Linked DNA regions of Macaca mulatta: region 2 is linked to region 1. Evidence: chromatin contacts called from public Hi-C data. All regions are on one chromosome and are shown on one strand. Each heading gives the region's core, a stretch centred on a gene start, on an enhancer-like site or on the middle of the called end of the contact. The rest is flanking DNA. Distances are from core to core; before and after follow the strand shown. Region 1 has its middle 110 kb from the start of MAP3K7. Region 2 has its middle 110 kb from the start of BACH2.

Evidence for each region. A called contact is a pair of places that touch in the nucleus more often than the background predicts.
Region 2: a contact with region 1 is called in a Hi-C map of CD4 T cells, with 5 times the contacts expected there. The contact joins two enhancer-like sites. A contact is called at or near these places in 6 of 14 Hi-C or Micro-C datasets (CD4 T cells, blood, cortical neurons and 3 more).

Annotation. Positions count from the first base shown.
Region 1 is chr4:95,486,842-95,493,990 of T2T-MMU8v2.0, forward strand. No RefSeq gene overlaps it. Among named protein-coding and RNA genes, the nearest start is that of MAP3K7, 110 kb to the left of the region's middle. Within about 2 kb of position 3,965, at least 28 of the 40 cell types and tissues checked have an H3K27ac peak or open chromatin away from gene starts, as enhancers often do. A contact at or near this core is called in CD4 T cells, where this site is marked.
Region 2 is chr4:95,570,050-95,577,198 of T2T-MMU8v2.0, forward strand. No RefSeq gene overlaps it. Among named protein-coding and RNA genes, the nearest start is that of BACH2, 110 kb to the right of the region's middle. Within about 2 kb of position 4,487, at least 13 of the 40 cell types and tissues checked have an H3K27ac peak or open chromatin away from gene starts, as enhancers often do. A contact at or near this core is called in CD4 T cells, where this site is marked.

The sequences.
Region 1 (7,149 bases), core at 2,715-5,214:
AGACGAGCTTGGACAAGGGACCAGGCAGAGCCTCTGAGTCATGGCATCAAGCACTGATTTTGTGCCAGGGACTGTTTGCATGCATCACATAGATGTCACATTTCATCTCCACACAACATCCTTGCAAAACAGATTTTAAATCCCTGCTAACAGATGAGAAACTTGAAGTGCAGAGCAGTTCAGCAAATCACCCAATCTCAGCTGGCACACAGTGGAGCTCAGCTCACACCCAGGTCTGCACAATGTGAAAGCCCAGGTCTTTCAGGTACCCCCTGCCCCCACTGTGCACTATCTTCATAAAGATGGATGATACAGGACGTTGTGCCCTAGGGGAGGGTCTTTAGATATCTGAATCTGAAAGCAAGTGATATCAGTGATGACTGAAAGAGGTGCTAGGCCAAGAGAAAGCAGGTCAAGAGAAGGTGACATCTAAAGAAGACCTGAGTATCTGGAACTGGACCACCTTTGGACAAAGTGACCTGGTCTTCCTGGTCCTGAAGGGAATTTGCCTTCACGTGAGCCAGCCAGGGATTCATGGCGCCTCATAGTCTTGGCATGCACTGGTTGGTGGGCATCTTGGCAGAAATGGAATATTTACCTGAGAAAAAAGAAGACAGATGTATTAGTTCATTATCACACTGCTATGAAGACATACCCAATACTGGGTAATTTATAAAGAAAGGGGTTTAATTGACTCACAGTTCCACATGGCTGGGGAGGCCTCAGGAAACTTACAATCATAATGGAGGATGAGAGAGAAGCAAAGTCACATCTTACATGGTGGCAGGCAAGAAAGACAGCAAATGAGTGAAAGGGGAAGAGCCTCTTATAAAACCATCAGATCTTGTGAGAACTCACTGACTAGCACGAGCAAGGCTCATGGGGAAACTGTCCCCATAATCCAATCACTTCCCACCAGGTTTCTCCGTAAACATGTGGTGATCCTATGGGGATTACAATTCAAAGAGAGATTTGGGTGGGGACACAGAGCCAAGCCATATCAACAAAGAACTAAATGGAAAAGACTATCACATGACAAGGTGTCTAGAACACAGTAAGCAATCAACACTTGGTAGCTGCTATTTACTACTATTGTTGTGGTGGTGGTGGCTGTTGATGAAGATGAAGCTCAGGACATGCTACCACAATACATAGCACCTCAGCATTTTAGAAAACAGAAGCAGGAAGGTCTCTCTGACCTTCTCCTGCCATTCTGCCCTGAAGCAGGCCATGAAAGAATTATCTAACCTTCCTCTGAAGTAGGTACAAAGGCCCTCATTCCATGAGTGAGGAAAAGATACTACCTACCCCTCCTTACACTGTTGTTGTGGGGTACTATTTCTGCACATGCCTAATAACCAGTCAGCAGTACGCTAGGAACATTCTCAGGCATAATTATACATAGAAGATTTCTGAAAATCCAAAGTCTGCGTAAGTCCAGCTAGCTGGCCAAACAAATCAGCCAAAGTTGCATAACTTATTATGAAGGTGCATTCACCCCATGGTGTTTTACATCACTTTTATTTAGGTATCAGGATGATGTTAGCAGGTGGTCAGTCACTGCTTATGCCTACTTGTCCCTCCTTACTGAGTTGTGATAGTTTAAAAATTGTTTTTCTAGATGGAGGGAGTCTCCCTGCCAAAAGAGTCTCCGCCTGGAGTTGAAAGACCCACACTGCTCCTCACTGATGTGCTCTCAGTCTCATCATCTGTAAAATGGGGACAATCAAATCACACCTGTGCTGCCCACCTCAGGATCACTGCTGTGAGGACCGAGCAACATGATACATGTGAAAGAGGGGCAAAATGGCCACGTCCTCCACAAGTAAAAGCCATGCTGACTTTGCAGACGTCTTGCCATTCTATTCTAATTTGGGCACTAACTCTTTATTAAAGCTTTATTTTTATACCTTCTGTGTTTCCTCTAAATGCCTCAGATTCTCTGGGGAACCAGCTGGCATTTACTTCCATGTATACCTCCATAAAAGTTTACATGGAACTTAAATGAAAACTTACATGCATATATCATTCATATGTAGATATATGTATGTATACACACGTAATTTTTATATATACATAAAATTTCTTCTCTGTACTACATTTAAAGGGCTTCTTGTTAAAGTGGATGAGATGTTTGCACAATCAGTTTAAAAGATTATTATTTAAAAACGGAAATTGCCCAAGGCAGACAACTGGAAATCATTCCTCACTGCAACTCAAAGGGAGGAAGTCGTCTAATTCTTGGGAATTTAGACACTCGTCTAGTAATGTAGCACAAAAATGGGCCTGGCTCAATCTGCTCTTCACATTTTGGTAATTTAAAAGGACATAACGGAATTTTATTTTAATGGTAATTGCAAACTCATGCAGAAAATGTAAATGCACATTTCATGATTAGCTTGCAGCATAAACTATGGCTTCTATTAATGTATTCCAATTTGTAATTCTTTTCACAGTATGAGATTTGAAAGCTGTGATTAAAATTAATTAGGTTAAGTAAAGTTTATCCCCCCTGAGCACTGCTATTGGGAACAAGCAAGAGGAAAATGCGAGCTACATCTGGCTCTGCAGGAAGCTGTGTCTTCACAAGAAGTCGGCTGACTTCTTTTCTCCCCACAGAGGTTGCATGCTGCTTATTTGGCATATCTCAACCACCATGTATCTCCTCAAGGAGCTAATTGAACCATTAAACTATTCTTTGCTGGCTCACAAAACCACATAGGCTGTGACTACATCATCTTCAAATAATGATAGTAGGTGGATCCATCAATTGTTTAAATACAGTAAATCTTGCGGGGGGAAACGCATACACCTGGTAAACCTGAGGTAATGGTGGTTACCCCAAATCCAGTACCGTAATTGCTATAGAAGAGGTGCCAAATGAGGGAACAATCATAAAGACAGTAACTAACACCAGTATGGGCCTCTCTGTTTTACACATAACTGTCTCAAACATTACCTCACTGGATCGCCTTAACGATCCTGAGAAGTTCTTATTATATAGTCCCATTTTACAGATGAGGGTGCTGATGTTAAGTGAGGAGCCCAGAATCAAAGGGCACTGGAGAGTAGACCAAGGTCTTCAGAGTTCCCGTCCTATGCCCCTTTGCGCTCACACACCACACTAGAGAAGTTTAAAATTCTCTAACAGTAGGTTTACAGACTATTGACCCTTAGGATCTTGAACCTATCACTTCAACACAACACCCAAATTTTGTGTATCAAGAGCTTGGCACATTTGGGGGCAGAGCTGGTGTAACTGTTGCTATGTCAAGGAGAAAAGCACCCACAGAGAACGGGCCCATGTAAGCACTGTTTGATATTCCTGGAGCAGTTGATTCACGGGAACAAACCCACGTTCTGAAACCAAAGGGTCTCCAGAGACAGAGACTATTTCGCTCAAATTCAGAAATTAAAAAGAAATGCAAAGAACGTGTGCTTAGAAGCCAGAGAACATGGGGCCAGGGAAGCAGCATGCTAGAAAGAGGAGAACAAGTGTCTCCACATTTCAACCTCACAACCATTTACTGAGAGGTACACTTGGGGAATTAACTTCCATTTTTTTCCTAGAGAAAACAGAAGGTTTAAGCCACTTCCTCCAAGTTACACTGGGAGTTGTCACTCAAAGGAGACTTTGAACCCCTAGGCTGGTGCTCTTCACTCTGTTTTGACTCTCACAAACTTTTCAGTGCTTTGTTGGGGGAATGATGAAATTAAATTAGGAAATTAGCATGCCAAGTTTTCAATAACATATTCATCTTATTAAATTTTCATGAGGAAGATGCTGACTTAATGATTGACTGCATAGCTCGGACTATGGGATCCAGGACCCTTCCCAGAGCGGGCCTTACTTTTTTTAACCACTAGGTGGCAGTACAAGCACAGCCTTCCAAGGACCCCTTAACGTTGCCTGCTCTCAGCAGTGACGGGAGAGTTTTCTTACCCGGGCAGGGTGAGTCATCGCACAGCTCCAGTGTGTGGTGTCGCTGTCAGTGTATTTGGTAATCTGGAGTTTTCTCTGTGCTCTCCAGCCTCACGAGAGGCTGTGTAGTTTTGCTGGGGAGATACCTACTCTGGGATCTTGAATATAGTGAATGAGAGAAGAGCTTAACTGGACTCCCCACCGTTTAAATACCAAGTCATTTCCATCCTTATGAATAAGCAGGGCCTCTCGGATCCAGAAGGCGACACTTCAGATCTCCTCTACAGAAGCAACTCCTCAGGCTGCAAACACTCCAGTTCCTTCCACGTTGTGACCAGCCGTAGAGTACGCGCTGTTAAAAGGAAATCAGAGACTCAGAGGTAGGGATTTACTAGCAGCAAATTTCTTCCAAAACATGATGTTCAGCACACATCTCAAAGCATCTTTTAGGATGATCCAGCCTGCTTGCCTCTAGAAAGGAGCACCCTGCACCAATGTTATTAATATTAGTTAATGCACATTGGACACACAGTAAGTGCTACATTATATACTTTATGTAGATTATCTGGTTTAATCTCACAATGGCTTTAAGAGGTAGGTGTTCAAATGGCCTGATTTTCAAACAAGAAGGCTGAATATTAGAAAGGTGAAGTGACTTGCCCAAACCCCAGAATTTGAAATCAGGGCTCTCTAATTGAAGGTTAGAATTTGACTCACGATATTAGTGTTTAGCACATCGTTTAACAGGGCATAGCATCTCACTTCACCCATCTCTGCCACAGAAGGTTGCACACCCGTGTTCTGGTTCAGAATTCTTTGGTGAGGTCAAGCAAGATGGCAGGAGGGAGAGCGTGAGCTGACCCTCCCCACCAGCCTGGAACCTGAATGCAGTTCCGACAGGCCTGGTTCAGGAGAGGTTCAGCTCAACGACCCCATCCCTAGGGCCAAGGAGGCTTAGCAATCATCAGTTTTGATCCTGACAAACAGAAGGCTGAGGTGGCGCAGATGAAGAGGGAGGTGGCTCAGCAACACACCCAGTACATATGCAGTGATTCCTGTGTGCTCGCCTCATCTTAGTGAGTGTCCTAGTCCATTTCCGCTGCTATAACAAAATACCTGAGACTGGGTAATTTATAAAGAAAAGGAATTTATTTCTCCCAGTTCTGGAGGTTGGGAAGTCCAAGATCAAGGTGCTGGTAGGTTCAGTGTCTGATGAAGGCTCATTCCTTCCTCATAGATGAGGCCATCTAGGTGTTGTCACGTGGTGGAAGAGCAACAGAGGAGTCTAAGCTGGCTCCTTCCAACCCTTTTATAAGGCACTAAACTCTTCATGAGGGTGGAGCCCTCACAACTTAACCACTTCCCAAAGGCCCCACCTCTTAAGACAATGCAGTAGAGATTAAGTTTCAACACACGAATCTGGGGAACATTCAGACCACAGCAGTTAGTTTTATCAAATGGCAATCCCTGTTTCTTCTTTGTGCCTCTGGACTGAAACTTTACTTAGCTCTTAGATTCATTTTGAAAATAACATACCGCAAGATCAATTATCTTAATTTCACTCATGGAAACACAACCTGGAATTATAAATCTTCCTCTAGGTTTATTTCCCAAATGCTTGTTCATGATGATTCTTTCACTGGTCTGCATCAAAATGGGCACAAAAGGACAGTGTGGTAAGTTTTTCATAAAGCTACATTTGGGGTTTACAAGATAATTGCTTGTTTTGAGATTCTGTCCTTTCTATTTCTTCATGACTAAAATGTTTCCCTTAGGGAGCAGTGGAAGTTGATTTATATCTTAATGATGTCCCCTGGCAAAATAAAAACTTGGCAAGTCAATGGCTCTCTCCTGTTTTCTTTTTTAAAGGCAGGGTCTCATTTCGTTGCCCAAGCTGGAACGCCCAGAGTCTTGTTTTGTTGCCCACACAGTGTGATCATGGCTCACTGCAGCCTCAACCTCCAGGCTCAATCAATGCTCCCACCTCAGCCTCCCAAGAAGCTGGGTCCACAGGTGTGTGCCACCACACCTGGCTAATTTTTTTATTTTTTGTAGAGATAGGGTCTCACTATGACTGGTCTCAAATTGTACTCAAGCAATTCTTTCACTGCAGCCTCCCAAAGTGCTGGTATTACAGGCATGAGCCACCACACTCGGCCTTCTTTTTCTTTTTAAAAAATTTTACAGATGAGAATTTGGGAATCGCAGCTCTGGGCAGTTTTCAAACTTCATTCACCTGAGCATCTAAGAAGTGTTTTATATACTGTCATCTAGTGGTCATCCCAGCTCACCCTCGCCAACTCTTCCCTTTGAGAACACAAATGGTAGGACTATGGAGCCCCAACGTGTGTGTGTGTGTGTGTGTGTGTGTGTGTGTGTGTGTGTGTGTATGTGTGTGTACATTAAGATGCCGACAGCAGAGATGTGCTAGTATAAAAAAATGCAGGTTTTGAAGATTGCGTAGAAATATTCAGAGGGAACAAACCTCCTGCACCAAACTCATGTGGGCAGAATTGAAAGCAGGCGCGTAGGATTAGCAGTCTATTTTTTTCCAACGTACCCAAAGGGCAGCAGCACAGAGACTTTCATGCTCAGGAGTGTTCTCAGCTAAAAGGACATGAAAAGTTCTAGAAGAAAAGTCTTCAAAATTGCAACCAAATGTGTTCACAATTGAACAACAGAAAATACCCCTTCAAACTCTCAGAAGACCTGTCAACCTTTCAAACATGGGTAAGTATATATTTCTTCAAGAGCCTGGTGCCCTAGAGGCAGGAGGGGAGGTGGTGCGGGTTTGCAAGTGTCAGACAGTCCTTGCCTTTTGAGTATCCTCCATGTACACATGGCCTGTCCACTAGTGCTCCCACATCCACCTCTGTCCTGCCCTCCATGGCTGCTGCAGTCTCTGCAGCTATCTCCCCTCAGCCTCCCATTGACATCCTCCTCCCAGCCAGCCGTTCCCCCTCCAGACAAAGGGGACTCCATTTCTCACTGTTTACTTTTTTTTTTTTTTTTGAGATGGAGTCTCGCTCTGTCGCCCAGGCTGGCATGCAGTGGCATGATCTCAGCTCACTGCAACCTCTGCCTCCCAGCTTCAAGCAATTCTCCTGCCTCAGCCTCCTGAGTAGCTGGGATTACAGGCACCTGCCAGCACGCCTAGCTAATTTTTGTGTTTTTAATAAAGATGGGGTTTCGCCCTGTTGGCCAGGCTGGTCTTGAACTCCTGGCCT
Region 2 (7,149 bases), core at 3,237-5,736, 84 kb after region 1:
AACCCAAATGAGCTGGTTTAACGCCTCCCCATAGGTTCTCAACTGCTCAATGAAGCCAACGCCATGCCAGGAGCTTGATGGGGCTTCTCTCTCTTATAAGAAATACTGCCCTTTCTCCCCAGGTTGAAACAATCCCGGTATTATGGTCAAGAGGGAGAGGGTGGGGCAGAGAGTGGTACTTTGTTTATCAGGCAGGATAGGCTAGTCTGTGCAACCGTATCAACCCCCAAACCTCAGTGACTGAAAAACAAGGTTTGTTTCTCAGTCTCCCTCCCTATTCATCACAGTTTGGCAGAAGACTCAGTTCTGCATTGCCCTTTCTCTGTCACCCAGGCTAATAAAGTGACCACCATGTTCCTATGGTAGAAGGAAAAACAGCTGTGGAGGTTCTCAGGCTGATATTCAAATACTCCAGTCTGGACGTCACATACATCACATCTGTGCACTGTCATTGGCTGGAATCAACACACAGTCCCACACAGTCACAAAGAGTTCAGGAGTACAATCCTACCACAGGTAGGGAAGGCAAAGAGCTAGAAATAACGACCCTAGTCAGGAAAGGAGCCTTAGATCTGTGACCCAATCATTCCTAAGCCCTTCTCTTCACGCACTGGTTGCCCTCCATTGAGGAAGTGGCCAGAGGCCTAGCCCAGAGGACCGGGGTTACTTACTAGTCAAGTCTGATGCTGAAAAGTTGTCCTGTTTTATACTTTCTGATCAGAGGATTTCCACTTGTCCTTCAGTCGCAACTCTCCTGAGAGGGACAGTCCTCAATGAGGATGGTGAGTGTCAGGGCAGTCTGGCGGTCCTCCTGGAAGACTCCAGCCCCCTCAACGGACTACCAACTCCCACCAAAAGTCCAGCGAGGGTAGCATTGAAATCAATAACCAAAACAAGAGAGTTGGCTTGAGAATTCACTTTCTTCATTTAAAAAAGTATTTCAGCCAGGCGCAGTGGCTCATGCCTGTAATCCCAGCACTTTGGGAGGCCAAGGAGGGTGGATCACGAGGTCAAGAGATTGAGACCATCCTTGCCAACACAGTGAAACCCCGTCTCTACTAAAAATACAAAAATTAGCCGGGCGTGGTGCCATGTGCCTGTAGTCCCAGCTACTCAGGAGGCTGAGGCCGGAGAATCGCTTGAACCCAGGAGACGGAGGTTGCAGTGAGCCGAGATTGTGCCACCGCACTCCAGTCTGGCAACAGAGGGAGACTCCATCTCAAAACAAACAAACAAACAAACAAACAAAAACAAACAAATGTTTTCCCCTATGTTATTTTAGGAATCAAGAAACATGGGAAGTGTTGAGGAGACAGCACAATTGGGCAGGGGGGAGGGTTGAAGAGCAGACAGGCTCGCTGGGAGAGCAGAGGATGGGGATGGGGAGAGAGGGTGGGATGGAGAGGGCATCTGAGGGGAGACAGTCAGAGGTCAACTGCTGTCCTCAAAATTCAACCCAAATGAGCTGGTTTAACGCCTCCCCATAGGTTCTCAACTGCTCAATGAAGCCAGCGCCACGCCAGGAGCTTGATGGGGCTTCTCTCTCTTATAAGAAATACTGCCCTTTCTCCCCAGGTTGAAACAATCCCGGTATTATGGTCAAGAGGAAGAGGAAGCCCTTTTTCAAAGTCATCCCACATCTTTGAAAGGCTCATTTGCCATTTAACAGCTGTTGATGTTTCTTTAAAAATGAATCTGAGGGTGTGTGGCTGGGCAGCAGGCACCAGTATCAAGAGGAGGACAAACAATCCTCCCTGAGCTGAGGATCCCACCCTGGGCAAAGCCTGTAGTGCAGAGAAGTGGCGGGAAACTTAGGGCTCCAAGAGGCAGACCTACAGGGAGCTGGCCATTGCACCCACCCTTCCTATCCTAGGCAAAAAGAGGGAGCAAGCTGAGGAAAAGTTAGAACTAGGCTTCTTTAAAGTAACATATTAAGCACTATTTAATTTCTGGTCTAGAGCTCAAAGGAGTTAAACCAGGTGACTTCCACCAGATTTTCTTGATTCTGTGTTTGTTCCATGAGAAGCTATAGGTTCGATCCTGTGCAAGTTCTAGAATCTTCTGGAACCTGCAGAACCTATACGGTCAGTTGAAGTGAGAGGAGAAAGCAGGAATCTCAAAATATCTCAATATAAAGACACCACTCCTTCCCCTCTCGTCACAGCCTCCACAAAAGCAGGTCCTCCACGCCACTGCTGCCTACCCAGAGCTCTGCACTCTCACTAATGAGGCCATTTCTTTCTTGACTTCGCTGTGCTCTTGGCCCAGTGACAGCCATCAGAAATGATCAGGTGCGATCGAGCCCATGCTACCCTGGACAGGAGGTAATATTCCATAGAGGGCCTCCTAGTGGCTCTCCCTCCCTGAGCAGTGGGGACATGGAGCGGCTGTCAAAACACCAAGGGAGGCCCAGGAAGGATGTTCGTCTCCAGGGAGCAGAAGAGGGGACAGCCAGCGTGTCTCTAGCCAGGAAGGGAGATGACAACACAGGGCAGCCCACGGGGGCATGGTGGGGTGAGAAATCTTCCTGTGGCTGTGGAAATCTTGATAAGGTGGCAAGCGTGTTGTGCAGTGGCATCCTGAGGGCTGCCCGCCCTCCCATGCACCCAGGGCGGGCAGGCAAGCTGCACACTGTCATCGCCTAAGTCAGCGGCATTGGACACACTTAATTACAGGGGAAGCAGAATCCGATTGCACTTTCTGTGCCAGCTCCTGACTTCATTTGCGTCGTCATTTTTTTTTTCCTTTTTCATACCTCAATGGAATAAATCTGAAAGATGTTTAGAGCCAGATTTTCACCAGCAGGTCTTCAGAAATAAATACAGGGATGAGGAATTTCATTCGCTTATCCTTGCGTTGGCTGAGCAAATATTTATTGAGTGCCTGTTGTATCCAGATACTATGCTTGGTGGTAGAGGGATTCCCAGATTTGTTTTCTAAGGTGAAACAATTGGGATTTGGAACTACCGATATTTTCCATGCTCATCACAAGGGAGAGGGGAGCTATAATATTTGGACATCATAATGAGGTAAACTGGAAGTAATCAGCCCAGAAGACACTGTCTGGTTCCTGGAAGGTGAAGACCGAGATGCAGGTTCATAGGTGGGAAGCTCTGCCTTAGATCTGAGCTTTTGCGTTATTTCCATTAATGAGGCATAAGGTGGAAAGGCGGTGCCTCGCATCTGGGCCTGACGGTCTTAAATGCCGTAGAAGAAAGTCTTCCCTCCTGTGGCCATTTCTCTTTCTCTTTTCTTTTGTTTGGAGAGCTTGTCAGAAAGAGCATTATACAGAGAAATACTGTTGATCATTGGGTCAGCTATGTCATGAAGGTAAATGATTGAGGATTTATTTTCTCTGCAGTTGGGAACCCCAAGCCAAGTCTGTAGGAGTCCTTTAAAGGATAGGGATTCAGACCCAAGTTTGTGTTTCTCATAATGATACAAGATAATTTTGAAAACTGGCTGAAATGGATATTCCCGAACTCTTTGTCCTCCTTGCTAGAAAAGTCCGCCTCTTCTTTGGCTGGTAAGACTAGGAAAGCAGCTCTCATGGAGAGTTTGCAGATCATGAAATAACACAGCTACAGGGCTTTTCCAGCTGGAGCCTAGAGGTTCCTGAGATTCAGGAGCTGCTGGAAACATACACCTCTGACCTCTTTCCTGCTTCACTTAACCAGAGAAGATTCATGCTTAATATTCTTATATTCTTATATATATGAGTTTTTCTTTCTTAAGAGATCTCATCTAAAGAAAGGGTTTCTATACTGAGAGATAGAGAGGAGAGAAAGAAGGAAGGTAGGAAGGCAGGAAGGCAGGCAGGAAGGAAGGAAGGTCCAAATCACATATTTAATAGAGGAGGAGACCAAGGCCCAGGAAGCACAAGACTTACCAGGCTCATACAGCTTCCCAGAGCTAGCACTGGAGTGCAGGTGGACACCCTGCAGGGAACTTTCCAGATGCCAAGGCCTTTGAGTACCTTCACGTATTTTTAGAGGGCATTTAATACGCTGAGTTTTACTTACCTTTAATTTAGCAATTTTCAAAATGAACTTCTGTTGGGCCGCTACTGCTTTTGCTCTATTCAATAGAGAGATTCTTGAGGAACAAAGCTCTAGCTCAATATCCCTATCTAACTTAAAAGAAAGACAATCCTGTTATGTCAAAGCTTAGAGGCTGTGATGAGCACCACTTGTCACACCCCGTGGTCTCCTTGTTTGGAGGGGGGTGTTTGTAGAAGCAAGAGCATGAGAGAGGCAGTGCAGTTTGCACAGATACAAACCCCCCTCCTCCACAATATATTAGAAGAAGACAACCTTTGTGATGGGAGAGGAGGCAGAAGCTTGGACTAAGCCAACATCTATAATGAGAATGTCTCATTGAAACAAACTCTTTCCTTTTCAACACTACCTTGATAGTCAGCTTTTCCATTATTGCCCAGGTTTGTCTTCCTGTCAGCATAAAAAATACCATAATAAGGTGAAATGTGTATGATATTCCCATAAATGCATACTGTCAGGAAGTTTCACTGCCATAAACTTGCCCTCTCATTCCTCCCATTTAATCCAGCTCTGTGCTTATATTCTGGTGCCTGGCAACCCTGTGCCTGCTGCAGTCGCACACACACGGGCAGGCAAGAGGTGAGAGCCTTGGGGAATCCCCTGCAAAAGGGCAGATCTGCCAAGGGCCGTTATCAGATGAGGGTGATATCAGAGGGCGAGTGGTGTGAGGTGACTCAGACACTGTGAAAAGGCATTATTCATCTAGAGCCCTACTTCCCTTTATGGTTCAGAAAACGTGTTCTTGAAATGCTATGTCTAAACAAGGTTCTGCAAATCAGGTCCTGTGTTACACGGGTTGGAGACTCTTGCTATTCAAATGATTCCTACAAAGCACCCTCTATCTACGAGACTTCATCCATTTGTTTGTTTATTTGTCCACTCAACAAATACATATTTATTCAGGACTTTGAGCAGGGCACTGGCTCAGTCATTGGGAATATGGGGGAAAATAAGATATGTCCCTGGGCTTATGAGCTTCAGATTATTACACAACTACTACAGGAGAGAAATTCAGAGGTGCTCATTGATCTTTTGCAAAATTGGATCTTCAAAGGTAATTGCTTACAGCAGATTAGTAACTAAATAGAATTAGGTCCTTGGGTCAGCTTCCTCTCCCTCCTAGGTTCCTGTCAGCTGATTCTTCCAGAGCGGAATCTCCCACCTCTTCCCTTCAAAATTGTAGTTTTAGTTTTACTTTGATCCAAGTTTTCTGTTGCAGCCTATTTGAAGTACAATATGATCTGTTGAGCTCGGATCACAAACACCTCTGGGAAAATTACTCTTTGAAGAGGCAGCAGGAGATAAGAGCACCTAGTTTGTGCAAAAAGATCATTAGCAACGTCTCATTAACAAATATGTCTCTGCCTGTTTAGAGTCAGGTATCTAAAATAAGGTAGACAAAGCAATTAGCAGGAGGGAGGAGGAAAGATCAAACACCGAGGTTGATCCAGCTGCTACTACTGTTGCTGTCTGATCTCTCAGCAGCAGAAACAAACCCCAGGGCTGGGTAAGATACTCTGCCTGGAGGAGACCAAACAGACACCTGGTGCAAGTTGATTATATCAGATCCCTTCCACCTAGGACAAGAGCTGGGGCAGTAGTTTGTCCTTATTGAGACTGATATGTTCTGGCCTGGGTTTTACGTTCCCTGCCCACCATGCCTGGGCCGGGCCCACCATCTGGTGCTCTCAGAGCATCTGACTTCACATCACTCATACCATTGCTTCAGACCCAGGGACCCACTCTATGGCAGGGGAGTGCAACAAATGCCTATACCTGCAGGATCCATTGTACTTTTTAGACGCTGCACAAGCTGGAGACTGCCAGCTCGAGAGTGTCCGAAAAACCCTCAAAAGGCCCAGTCATCTTTCCAGATTCACAGTATACTTTCGACACTTTGAACAGATGGGAAGTGTGGGGCCTTTCATCATTATTCCCACTGACTGAGTGAGGGAATTCATGCTTCATACTCCTTAAACTTCAGGCACAATCACCAGAGGCAATCAGAGCCTGACAAAAACATGGCAACCAAAAGTTCAGATCCTCAGAGGTAAATTTCTGGATTATTCCACCAGGCAAGCAACCTAGACCAGCAAAGCTGCCTTCTGGGAAGACGAATATTAGCCATGGCCTCAGGGCAACATCAAGAATGGTAGCTTGTCCCACCAGACCACAAGCACTCCTCCTGTAAAGTTTTCCTTTTAAGAAACTGAGAGGAAAACTAAGTGAGAGTGGGGTAAGCCACCACCACCTTCTTGCAGAATCAGGGATGGGTCAGCGTGAATCTAACAGGGCACGTGAGTGCATTTAGGCAGTGGAAGGAATAGACCGCATCAGTGCCTCGTCCACATGCCCTCAGTGCTCACTGCTCCTGTGCACATCCACAGCCTCTGCAAACACCTGCTACTAAGTATGTCAGCTGGACTTAGGATAACGCTTGGCCTATGCACAGGGAAGCCAGAGGTGCTGGGAAATTGATGCACCCAGGAATAGGCTTCAAGTGTAGCAAATGGTATTATTGGATAAGGGACCTGGAGAACATTAACAAGGAAAGCTAACTTGCCTAGTGCTCGGGAAAGGCCTCTCTGAGACCTGAAGGATGAGTAGGAGTCAGTCAGACAAAGAGCTGGAAGAAGAGTGTGGATAGGAAGACAGGTAAGATGAAGTGAGGACACACACAAGGAAAGGGCAGGAGAGTAGAGTGGGACACAGAGCCACAAGGGGGACAGGCAGATCCCATAAAGGGTCTTGGAATTCTTATCTCAAATCTCAATTTTATGCTCCAACTTATGTGTTGGGAGACCACTCTGCCTGGATTATGAAGAATGGTTTTGAGGGAACAAGACTGGAGACAGGGAGACCAGCATGCCCACTTGGCATTTGGAGATATATGTCTGATGTGCAGGGGATATCACGTGACCAGTGATACAGTAATTAAACCCGCTGTAGAAGGAATGAGATATTCCAAAGGGACGCTAAAAAATAGCCCAGGTCTGAGCCCTGATGGACACAAACATTGAAGAAAAAGATAGAAGCAGAGGCGATGACAAAGATCAAAGAAGAATAGCCGGAGAGGTAGATGAAAAACTAG